Linked DNA regions of Mus musculus: region 1 is linked to region 2. The links are chromatin contacts, called in public Hi-C maps. All regions are on one chromosome and are shown on one strand. Each heading gives the region's core, a stretch centred on a gene start, on an enhancer-like site or on the middle of the called end of the contact. The rest is flanking DNA. Distances are from core to core; before and after follow the strand shown.

What was found. A called contact is a pair of places that touch in the nucleus more often than the background predicts.
Region 1: a contact with region 2 is called in a Hi-C map of the N1E-115 cell line, with 2.6 times the contacts expected there. The contact joins two enhancer-like sites. A contact is called at or near these places in 8 of 39 promoter capture datasets (cranial neural crest, embryonic stem cells, frontonasal cranial neural crest and 5 more), 4 of 484 Hi-C or Micro-C datasets (the N1E-115 cell line, embryonic fibroblasts and nephron progenitors) and 3 of 115 datasets of contacts at active chromatin or transcription factors (embryonic fibroblasts, embryonic stem cells and fibro-adipogenic progenitors).

What each region holds. Positions count from the first base shown.
Region 1 is chr8:36,923,325-36,929,301 of GRCm38.p6, reverse strand. The region is part of intron 2 of Dlc1 (deleted in liver cancer 1); the gene reads left to right. Among named protein-coding and RNA genes, the nearest start is that of Dlc1, 26 kb to the left of the region's middle. Within about 2 kb of position 3,936, at least 15 of the 459 cell types and tissues checked have an H3K27ac peak or open chromatin away from gene starts, as enhancers often do. A contact at or near this core is called in the N1E-115 cell line, where this site is marked.
Region 2 is chr8:36,829,970-36,835,788 of GRCm38.p6, reverse strand. The region is part of intron 4 of Dlc1 (deleted in liver cancer 1); the gene reads left to right. Among named protein-coding and RNA genes, the nearest start is that of Dlc1, 120 kb to the left of the region's middle. Within about 2 kb of position 2,683, at least 16 of the 459 cell types and tissues checked have an H3K27ac peak or open chromatin away from gene starts, as enhancers often do. A contact at or near this core is called in the N1E-115 cell line, where this site is marked.

The sequences.
Region 1 (5,977 bases), core at 2,687-5,186, 92 kb before region 2:
GAGATAAGCACAGACATATCAAGGAATATCACCTAATATTAATATAGTCCAATACATCACGATGCATTATAAATAGAATAACAGCTTAAATATATGTTCCACTGCATTCTACATATATATGTGGTACTTTAACTTTGTACTACATCCTACATTTCCATGTCAGAAAACTATGTCATATATTAAAGTGATATTGATCAAATGTCACAATATTTCTTATAGAAAAATCTATCCAAGAGCAAACACACTACACACACTGTGCTTTAAATGTTTAGTGACAATTGATATATAAATTAGTTTTGATTGATAAAAAATGAAATGTTCTGTTACTATTCTGTCTTCGTAATATGTACAAATTTGGCCAAAACATATCCATTTCTCAAATCTCAGTCTCGTCTTCCCATCTCCTGAATGCTCCTGTGAAATATTTTCAGTAATATAAATGTCATATGGACCGACAAGTGACAGGAAGAGAACAGTGAATTATGCAAGTCATGGGATGGACCAAATATGAGGGTCGCCGCAGAAATTCAAAGAAACGGAAAATTAAGGAAATAATTAAAACCACAAAGATGCTTAAAACAAGGTCCAAACCAAAGTGACAAGATGATACCAGGGCAATAATTAATATGATATGTGTGAATGAATTTTTTTCTCAATGGACAAAGGAGCAAGGAAGGTATACAGCAGACAAAGTCGGAATAAGTGTGATTTTACACTAAAGTCGTGCTGGCTTTAAGGACAGGTCTGTTGAACTTAAAACCATCAATATGCTCTATGACAAGGCTAAAAATTGATAATGAGATGACATTGCTAAGGGCAACTAGGCTCAGATGAATGAAATATCCTTGTGAGAATTCTTCACCTGTTGTGTCCAGCTGGTTTTGGCTTTTGTGGGGCCGTGTTACACCATCAAGCAACTTTGTACAAATAAACAAGTCAGATACATATTTGCAGATGGTTGGGGTTCAAATGGTTTGGCTCAGCACACATTTGATTGTAAACCAACTATACTATGGAAAACAAGTATATGATAAAAATACCAAATACAGCCTGGTGAACTCGATGCATAATCCATATTTAGCAGAGTGTGGATGTATGAACTAAGTTGCACCATTTACAGCCACAGAGTAGAGGCCCTAATGCATCATAACATATAGTTCCTTAAACTCCTGGCAAAAGTTCAAGCACATCTTCTGTTTGCTACCATACAAGAAGGTCACTGAACACAGGCGAGTGAAAGAAGTAAGAGAAAGAAAAACTGAATAATGACAAATTAAAAGGGCGATTGGGTTGGGGGAGGAAATAAGACAGGGTAGGCTAAAATGGGTGAGTAAAAGGAACACTGGTCCCTTGCATGAATGTCCTTTACTCACAAACAAACAAACAAACAAAAGCATTCATTTCCAGAAGGCTGAGGTAGGATTCCATGTCAACACAAAGGCATGCTGATCACCAGCAGAAGCTTACCAAGGAAACAAGAACATGAAGCTGATCCCACTAATGACAGAGGAGAGGGGGGGGGGAGAGAGAGACAGAGACAGAGACAGAGACAGAGACAGAGAGAGACAGAGACAGAGACAGAGACAGAGACAGAGACAGAGACAGAGACAGAGACAGAGACAGAGACAGAGAGAGAAATAGCATGTCATTCTACACCAGGTCCTCTGATGCCCACAGCCAGTCCTCATAGGCTGCATCTCTCTCATGCTAAGCATAAGACCCTGGTAAACTCACACTCGACACACTCAAATACCTTGGAGTCCTTTAAAACAGTTGTATATTGTGATGTAATTATAGCATTTACTCCTTTTCCCCCTTCCTTCACATTTCTCCCATATACCCTCTCCTCTTGCTACCTTTCAAACTCATGGTCTCTTGTTCCATTGATTGTTGTCACATAAATATACGTGTGCCACATGTATTTTCCTAAATACACAGTACAACTTGCTCAATTTCTATGTTACTTGTGTATATGTTTTTGGAACTGATCATCTGATAGTAGAATCTTTTTGAATGAAGAAACAGCCCCTAATTTCAAATTTTTGCTGGAGTTAGTTGTTCCCTTGTCTTCACAACCATATAGTGATTCTTTTTTAACATATATATATATATATATACATATACATATATATATATATATCCTTCTTATATTTTTGCATAATAACATATAATGGACGAATTCACTGAATTTTCTAATTCACCATTGCTTATCCCAGAATAAGTTCACTTGAGGCAGGTACTCAAGCTTACGTTTGTAGTATCTACCGAGTTCTTAGTACCTGCTCATAAATGTTAGATCAGGTAAATTTCTTATGGTTATAATGATTTTTCAGAAAAATGATATTATCATTGAAATGCCCACACAACAAAAAGTCTGAAGAAATTAAATCACACAGCCAGACCCTGTGTCACATGTCTTCTGTGGTAGTCCTTGGGAGACTGAGGCAGGATGGTCATAGGTTACACTTTTGAAGCCAACCTCAGGAGACTACACATCAAGATCTTGTATCAAAGCCCTAAATAATTACCGGAATGAACAACAGAATAGGAAGAGTTAAGTCACATGTAGCAAATCATTGACCAAATCGTCTACGCTTTATACTACAGTCTCCTTCCTGCAACAAGGCATGAGGGAATCAGGGAAAGAAAGAAATAATGTAAGACCTGGTTCTAAGTACATCTCAAGTTGAAAAGTTAATGATCGATCAGAATCCATTAATCACATGACTACTGTAAGAAATAGTATTTAGAATATGATTGCTTGCCTCTGGGGAGGAGTGAATAGGATAGAAATGCAAAGTGATAGAAAATCCATTAACATTGACTTTAGCATATGTGTGTGTATGTGTGTGTGTGTGTGTGTGTGTGTGTGTGTATGTGTGTGTGTGTGTAATTTTAGCAATATATTACCACAAAAATTCATGGCTATATTTTTAGTTAATTAAGACATATGCTGAAAGTGAAGCACACAGTTAAGCTGGTTGTGAGGTCACTAAGCTAGGAATTCCACATTGTTTCCAGCTAATGTCACTTTGAGGAAGCTAGGGATGGTACAGAAGGATGTAGATACTGGGAACAGCAGCAGCAGCCACACAGCAGAGGCCCTCACATCTCCTAAATCCCTGTGTAAAAGCCAAGCAGGTCTTCTGCTTGCTAGCATACAAGGCTGTCCCTGAATGGTGGAAAGTGTAATAAGAAAGAGGAAGAGGAGGTGGACAGAGGGGAATATGAAGAGAAAGAAGGGTGGGCGTGATGAGAATGGCAGGGAAAGTATAGAAAGAGGAAGGGCAATGTGTTTAGAACATTTCAGACCCCAGTAAGTTTCTCTGTAATACCTATGGAGAATACCACAGACAGTGAAAGCTTTGCTGCCAGACGTCACTGAGGGAAAATGTTATATATAAATGTCTATGCACACATAGATATACCTATACATTCTGAAAGGAAGCAATTAGATCTAAGAGTTTCTACTTCTGAGTAGTCTCCAAAAAAAACTAGTTATAATGTGTTATAGGCCTCTGATCTAATGAGTGGGCCAATCTGCCAGCTTGTGCTCTTTATTAATGCTATCGTTAATAAGTTCACTTTTATTGGGCATCAGCTTTTATTGGAGTGAGAATTAAAACACTTGTATGGTGTTATTTCAGGGAATGAATGGTTGCTTGAGAGCCAACTCCACAATACAGATGATGGTAATAGAGATGTTGACTGTGTTTCCTCCTCATAGATTTCTGTTACTATAAACCAAGACTAATTATTTAATCTTCTAATACCAAAGAAAACCACCAGATCTTTTAGCTGCCTCCCTGGGGGGTTGGGGGGGGGAATGGCAATATTCACAGGAGTTGATAAAGATCTTGCATAACCCATGTAGCAGAACCCTGCCACTGTTATCTGGGCACCAGACACAATGGTGCCAAGAGGATCTGCTTGTCTTCTGGCTTTGTTCCTAGAAAGAACCACACCCTTCGCTGCCCACAACATCTCTGTCCCTTTCTGTGGACAGAGAATTCTCGGGAATTTTCTTAGGAATCATTAGAATTAACTAAACAAATAGAAAGCGTGCATCTTTGCTCTTTCTCTTCCTGTTCCAGTTTTATATCGGCTTAGGAACAAAACAAGTGATTGATGGACCTCTTGGATTTCAGGTTCCATTTCTTAAGCTAGTGAAAACTTCAGAGGGGTTTATTGCATTTTATATGCATTGAAAATTAGCCGAGAGATTTTAGAAATGTTGAATTAGCGTTGCTATTTGCTCTAGAAAATGAATAGCTTAGTCTGAGCTGGATTTTTCTTGCCAAGAAAGTAAGCCATGATAAGGGAATGAGTCCAACCTAAATCAGGGATGTGATTCAAACTCTGTGATTTATACATGTCTCTGAATTTAGGGACAATTGTCTTTCCTTTATGAGATTCTTAGGAACATTAAAAGAGCCATAAATTGTGATTGAATAGGTACAAAGCGTAGAGCTAGAATAATTTTTCATTGAAAAAAATGAGGCAAAAATCTGGCTGTCAAATGAATGAAGATTTTGCAAAATTATTATGGCTTGCAGTCAGCCAAATGCTAATGTAGCCTGAGTTTGCACCATCTATGTATAGCAGCACATCCAGAAAATTCTGGAGGACCACATGGTCCATGGGAAGATTCAGCAGCTTCCTTGCTCCAGTGCCAGATGTGGAAGACAGGAGTTAAGCCAGCAGATGCTGAGGCCAAGCTGCCTGGGTTTCTCTCACTTACAACTTGGTGATGTGGCATATCATTTTAATCTCTCTGCTTCAGCTTTTTCATACGTATAATATAGTGTCGCTCTGTTACTGAGAAGAGCATCTGTGCTCACATATATGAATAGACATGTCATCAAGACAGAGCCTGACAGAGAGTGAACACCATGTGCCTATAATTATCATTAGTATACACAGTGATCGTTTTTATTGCTTTACTAAATTGACCTAGTTACAGATTTGACAGTAAGCTGAAATGTCTGGGAATAACTGAAGGGGGGAAATCATTTGAGAGAACAAATGTAGACCATCCACATGATCGACATTAGCTATATAGCTTTATCATTATTCCCTTCACCTATTGGCATTGGTCAATTGAGCTTTTACTAAGTACCTCCTCTTTCCCATGACTTTTATATTTTTGCCAGACTTATAGATGCTCTTAACATAAAGGAGTTTATGCCTTGTTTATGGCAATATAATGAGTAAATAAGTAACTTCAGCCATATATTATACTGCAATAGTCAATAGAACCAATATTGGAACCACATGCAATATTATGCACTGAAACATCAGTGTACTAATTCCATGGTTCAGCATAATGCAAGATATAAATCATAAACATGTCTGTTGAACAGTATTAGGTAAGGGTCCCATTCCAAATGGGGGATTTCTTTTCATTGTGCCTTACTTGAGCTTTGAAGTATGCACCCTGGATTTTGTACTTGTAGGACTGGGGGATAAGGCTGTCTCTGGGCTATTTTAACTGTTCTCATGGAAATCAATATTATAAAAACCACAGACATAAAGTCTCAGGAAACAATCAAATGTTTCACTGAAACCGTGAAGTCATTGAATGAACAAACACTTTTAAATAATAAGGGTTTTGCTTTTCAGCTATTTTACAGTATTATGAAAAAATAGAGGCTGGTGAGACTAGATACCCAAGACTTGACCTGAAGCAAATCAGCTTCTTCTTTTCCAAGTTAGATCTGTTTTGAACTAAGTATTTTTGAAATTCACTTAAAATAAATAACAAGCAAATCTAGGTATCTGTATAGCAATGAACACTAAAGTGGTGCTGGCATTACATTCCCATTAGTTTGCACACTAGCGATTCAATAGTAATTGATTATAAGCAGAACAGTAAATGCAGATCATGAAAACTGGCTTGATGATTGGATGTGGTCAGTAGATATACTAACCACAAAACTGGATGCCGAGGTAGCCGTTCCTGCCAGATTTCACACTC
Region 2 (5,819 bases), core at 1,434-3,933:
TTCAGTCCTCTCTCCTGGAAAGGCCCTTGGCTATGTCACTAAAGTGGCTAGGTACATTTCCTATACTTCCTAGCCCACTACAGTCAACAGTGCTGCTAAACTTTTACCATTGTTAAGCAACACTCGATTCAGTTTTCTTTAAGCTTGTAGCAAACACTAATGGTACCCATCACACTGTTTCCCTGGGTACTGGCACCCTCCTCTGGTCCATCAGCATCCACCTGCCTCCAGTGGACAGGTTCTCTCACATTTTGTCACCTGTTAAGACTTTATTTTGTTTGGTGTCTTAACAAGGCACTGAATTCCTGGTAATGAAGTCTGCTTTGAATATATAGCAATCTTACAAATCTTTACAATTAATTTGTTGGCTTAGAGGAGCATTATCCATCTCTTTGTCGTGGTGGTTTGCAGATTGAGAAATGAGAGCAGATTGTTCAGACAGTTAATTCTAGGGTAGGATCCCTCAGGAGGTTGCAACCAGGTCCCAGGTTATCTAGAGCAGTAGCTCTTAACCTATGACCCCATTTGGGAAAGGTCACAGGGGTCACCTAAGACTATCAGAAAACAGATATTTGCATTACCATTGAATTCATAACAGTAGCAAAATTACAGTTATAAAATAGCAATGAAAATAATTTTATTGGGGCCACTACAATATGCTGAACTGTATTAAAGTGTTGCAGCATTAGGAAGGTTGAGAGCCACTGACATAGAGCATCCATTTCCAAAATGGCTGACTCGGGTACCACGTGTTCCTCTCTGTAAGGCAGGTGAATGTCCATCAGACCTAGCATTCCCCTCCTACAAGAGCAAGCAACCTTAGCGAGACCAATCAGGTACTGTGGAGGCTTTAATGCATTAGCTTTGAAAGCCATATTGTCCACTTGTGCTTACTGGTCAAGCAAACCAGTTCTAGGCAATGTTGAGGGTGACTAAGCAGGGCATCTATGCCTGGGGCAATTAGGGGTGACACTAGTGACCTCATTTGTAGTTCTCTTCATGTGGCCTTTGTAGCTGCGTGTTTGCAGGCCACTTACTTCTAGTACAGCCACAAGGACTATATAAGACTCTTAGCATCTCCTCTCTGAGGTCTGGCCATAGTTCTGTTTAGTTTTTGTGGCTAGATCACTGTCTCCTGTGATCCAACTGTGGTCCACAACAAATGCTCAACATCTGCGATCCTGCCAGATCCCAGACTCCAACTGGGATCAATAGATTTCCTTCCTTTGGCTCATTTACCACCTATGGCTCAGACCAAAAATGGCCCTGTGTTCCTTCCACTGCAAGGGGCACTCACCATTCACTGGGCTTTCCTTGTCTATCATTTCCCTCTTAAATTCCTCCCGTCAGCCTTGAACTGTGGACTGGTACCCTACAAACTCCGTTCTGTTAGGGCAAGATTTGTTTTGATTTGATATTTTCACTCTATCTTCAAAGCCATTCTTTCCCAGATCCTCTGAACTACTCTTTTTCTTTCCTATACTGAGAAATGAACCCTACCTTGAACTTCCCATCACTGAACTACATTTCCAGCACACACACACCTACACACACACACACACACACACACACACACACAACCAAATAAACAAACAGATGCAGCTATGTACTACCAGGTTTTATTCAGTGACACTAAAAATTGAATTTCCTCTGTCACAAACTGTTCTGTTTACACTAGAGACTGAACATAAGCCCACCTGCCTGGTAGTCAAGTACTCTACCCCTCGGCTAGACCCTATTGCTGATTCTTGGATCCTATTATATCCTTGAGGGGGGTTCATTCCCTCTACCTATGTTTTCAAATTCTATGATTTAATCCACTCTACAATTCACTTCCATATTAAACCTTTCATCTTCAGGTTTGGACACAATTTTAATTTTACACAGATCTATCCTGAAGCGTGATATGAGCACCCGGAATGCTATCATCAATGGACACTTGGGAGGGGTATTAAAACCTCAAGGTTATGGTGCTGTCTTTTTGGCCTTCCTAAAACTGTATATAACCAGAAGTAGAAATAAATGCAGACATCCCAAAGATGTATGGTGATTTATAATTGCAGAAAAGGGAGAAAATATGAAAGAAGTTTCTTTAAAAATAGTGTCCAAACACATACTTATCAGGTGACCTGTCAAAATATTTCAACGCCGTTTGTGCAATGACTTACACATGACCCTGTTACACATACCAAATGTGGATACAATAAAACAAACGTATGACGGCTGGTTTAAAATAGATCATAGTATTGCTCCAGGAATAATAACTCCGATTGTTCATCAGTTTGCCTAGACTGACAGAAGGGCAATACTAGGGATCAAACCCAAGGCCTTACACATGCTAAGCAAGCCTTGCACCGCAGCCCAGAATGTACCCCAGGCTGGTCTTCAACTTGTAAAGTCTCCTGTTTCGCCTTCCCAAAAGCTGGCCTTGGAGGTGTGCATTAGCACACCCAGCTTGCCTGTCTGTTGTTGGGTCTGATTTCTGTCAGCTCTAAGGAGAGCTCGTGAAGTCCCTTTCATCCTGGTCAGGCGATCTCATGCACAGAGATGAGGAAGGTATCTCACGGCAGGTTCAGTTTGGGTGCAGATCTGGAAGTGGCAGGGAGCTCTCCAGATGCTAAGTATCTTACTGACTCTCTAATGGCCAAGTCAGCAGCAGGCGAGAGAATTAGGTCAGGCTGGCTCAGATGGGTAAAGATGACAGAGTCTTAGCAGCAGCAGCACTGGCAGCAGCCTCATGGATACTGTGTACGTTCAAACTCTAGAGCAAAGGACATTTCTCTAAAACTTGTTGAAATAATAGAATATTGACTATAATATTCTCTTACAGAATACTTACTAGTATTTGTCATTAAAATATTGTTTTGAGATATATTTAGCCCTATGGTGACTTGAGGTGACAGAGTAGGTGGGTTCCATTAGAGGGACCTCCCTGCTTTGCAGAGGTGAAAGGCAGGGGGGATACGAGGAGGGGCTTGTGAGGAGGGGGCTGGCAGAAGGTAATTGCTGTGATTGGGATGTAAAGTGAATGAATGAATAGACAGACAGACAGACAGACAGACAGATCATAAATGAAACAAGTATTGTCTTGAAGTCAGAAAATCTTGACTGCGTGTATTTAAAACCATGAAGCATACAACTTAAAACTATTTCAGTTTTTCATTACTGCTCCCCTCAGTGCCTGTGATTTTTTTTCATTATTTTCCTAGTTTGTTTCTGCATTTCACAGAGGAAACAAACTTACAGTGAACTATGGGTAATTCCATCCACTGTATGCTTGGAAGAAGTATTGCAAAGACTAGCCCTATCGGCTACCCCGTGCATTTTTTTACATTAAATTAAAGTTATAAAACCCAGGCACATAAAAGAGTGTTCTGTTACCCTCTCAGGATGGTGAGAGACATTCAGTATTGTTGTAAATAAAACAAATGCAAAAAATCAGATGGCTGCTCTTAGAATAGCTTTAAGAATAATACATAGCTCTTAAATGTCCCGAAACCAGGAAAATGATATTTGTAAGATGTATGTGCATCTACTTCCTACCAACGAACCTTCTTGACTTCTTGTTAAAATTGTGTTTTGTACAACTAAGCGTCTTACAGTTCACAATAATGTTGCTGCCCTTCATTCCTGTTTTTGTGGAAATTCTAATACATTTAATCCCTTCCCATGGGTTGCCTGTTTATTTTTTTTCCTTTCCAAATGCTGCCATCTTCTGGTCAAATTATATCACTTCATGCATAGCAGAAGGTCACAGTGTCAGGCAAATTTGCTTTCTCCAAACTACTAAGAATTTGTCTTTAGGAGTGACCCAGTTGAGTTTGCCACTCTGATGTGCCAAGCCTGGGCAGACTGAAGCAAGTCCTCAGAACTGTAAGACACAAACTTCACAGAGAACATTCCATGACACGTCATGACACACAGTGCGGGTTACACAAAAAATGCGAACCAAGGGACAGACAGACAAGACCTCCAGGAATATGTGATTTTTGTTTCATGGGCTTCTGATTTCATAGAAAAATATAATGAACTCATGTAATATTCGCTTGTTATTATTTTTACATACTTTGTTTTTAAAGTTGGGCCTCTCAGAAGACTCAGTGCTTCACAAAACTGCTTACCACATAAATGTCCTCCTTTCAATGAAGTGGATAGATATTTTGTGTCTGGCAAATTTCATCTGCCCATATAACTGTTCATATTATACATTTTTGGAAGACTTTTTGTAAACAGTGTACATCTTTCAGTGGCTGGATTTGCTATGTAGACTTGTGATTATTCATTGCTCCCTCCCTCATGTGTGATTCCAAGTCATTCATTTATGGGGCACAATAGACATCTTATAATGCTCCAGGTTTCTGCACAAAGGCACAAAAATATCAAATAGAAACAAAATGCTGTCCCAGACTTGAAACTGTAGGTGCAAATTAGTAGATGTTTTTGGTCAAGTCATGGAACTCTGTGATGTATCCTTCTGTCCTAACTTACCCCAGCAAAAATACTTTAGTTCAAAGACACCAAAAACTAGCAAGTCATGGTGCAGATGTGGGAAACCTCTGTGTAGCTCCTCGGCTACTTTTGCCCCCGATGGTTTCCAGTGGGTTTTTTTCTTCTTTATTCCATAACATGTATATTCTGCTAATACATACACTTCTTGCTAAGTGGCCAGTCATCAAGATTGAACAGGTGAAAAGGCTTTGCACAATGAGAGTTCCCTTCACCAGATTGATCCTTTTACTATTTTAGGATCGACTCTTGACTGGAAAGAGCCTGCTTCATCATGCATGACTTACACAGATGCAAGCAGGATGTTACTTATCCAATGCTTCGAAAGGATGCCGTGTGGCATAATCTTAAAGGAAGATCAAAAATGGAATAAATGGGTGTCCCCATCCTCACATTGATAGTTGTGAATCCATTAAACAGCTCTTGCCTAGCTCCACATATGTGTCTGCATTCTCAATTACTTACCATTGCTAACTCTGATCTCACGTGTTCTACACTAACCATTTCTTTCTCAGTATTCAAAGACTAGCTGATGAAAAGAGTCCTGGGCAGAGATTAGAGCAGTGTTTCTCAACCCATCAAAGGTTGCTGAGCCTTTCATGGGGGTCACCCAAGACCATCTGAAAACACAGATATTTACATTATAATTCATAACCGTAGCAATATTACTATTATAAAGTAGCAACAACGATGATTTTTTTTTGGTTGAGTGTCACCACAACATAAGGAACGGTATTAAAGGTCACAGCACCGGGATGGCTGAGAAGCACTGGATTCGAGGAAGGGGTGTGCCTTCACCCTGTCCCTGATTCCAGACATCAGCCCTGCTTCCACACATTGCTGAGCCAGTACTCCAGGAAGTACAGGCTTAAACAAATACAGGAAGGAAGACGCTTGTCTGTGGCAAATCCTAGGAATTTGGCCCCGTTCACCTGCAGTATCCCACTCTTTCCCTATGATTGAAGAAAACAAGTGAATGATCACCAGCGTGTTGAGGAATGTTCAGCCTAATGCAAAATGGTCTGTAATGCACAGTAAAAGGCAGAGCTCACTCTTTTTCCGTTGGAAGATGACAAGACTGTAGACAAGCCTCCGTCTTTAAGTGCTTTGTCTTGGGGCAGGAATAAAAGCAGTAGTTTAAACGTTTTTCAGACACTGACAAGCAGAATATCATTATTCCCTCCAAGATACTTTGCTGCTGATGTCCGCTAAGTTTTCCTCCTGTTTTCCTCCCTTTGTTATCCAATCCTCTGATGAATTATTTACTCCATAAAATGCTGCAGGCACTTTGCTTTCTTTGAGTTGGACGAGGG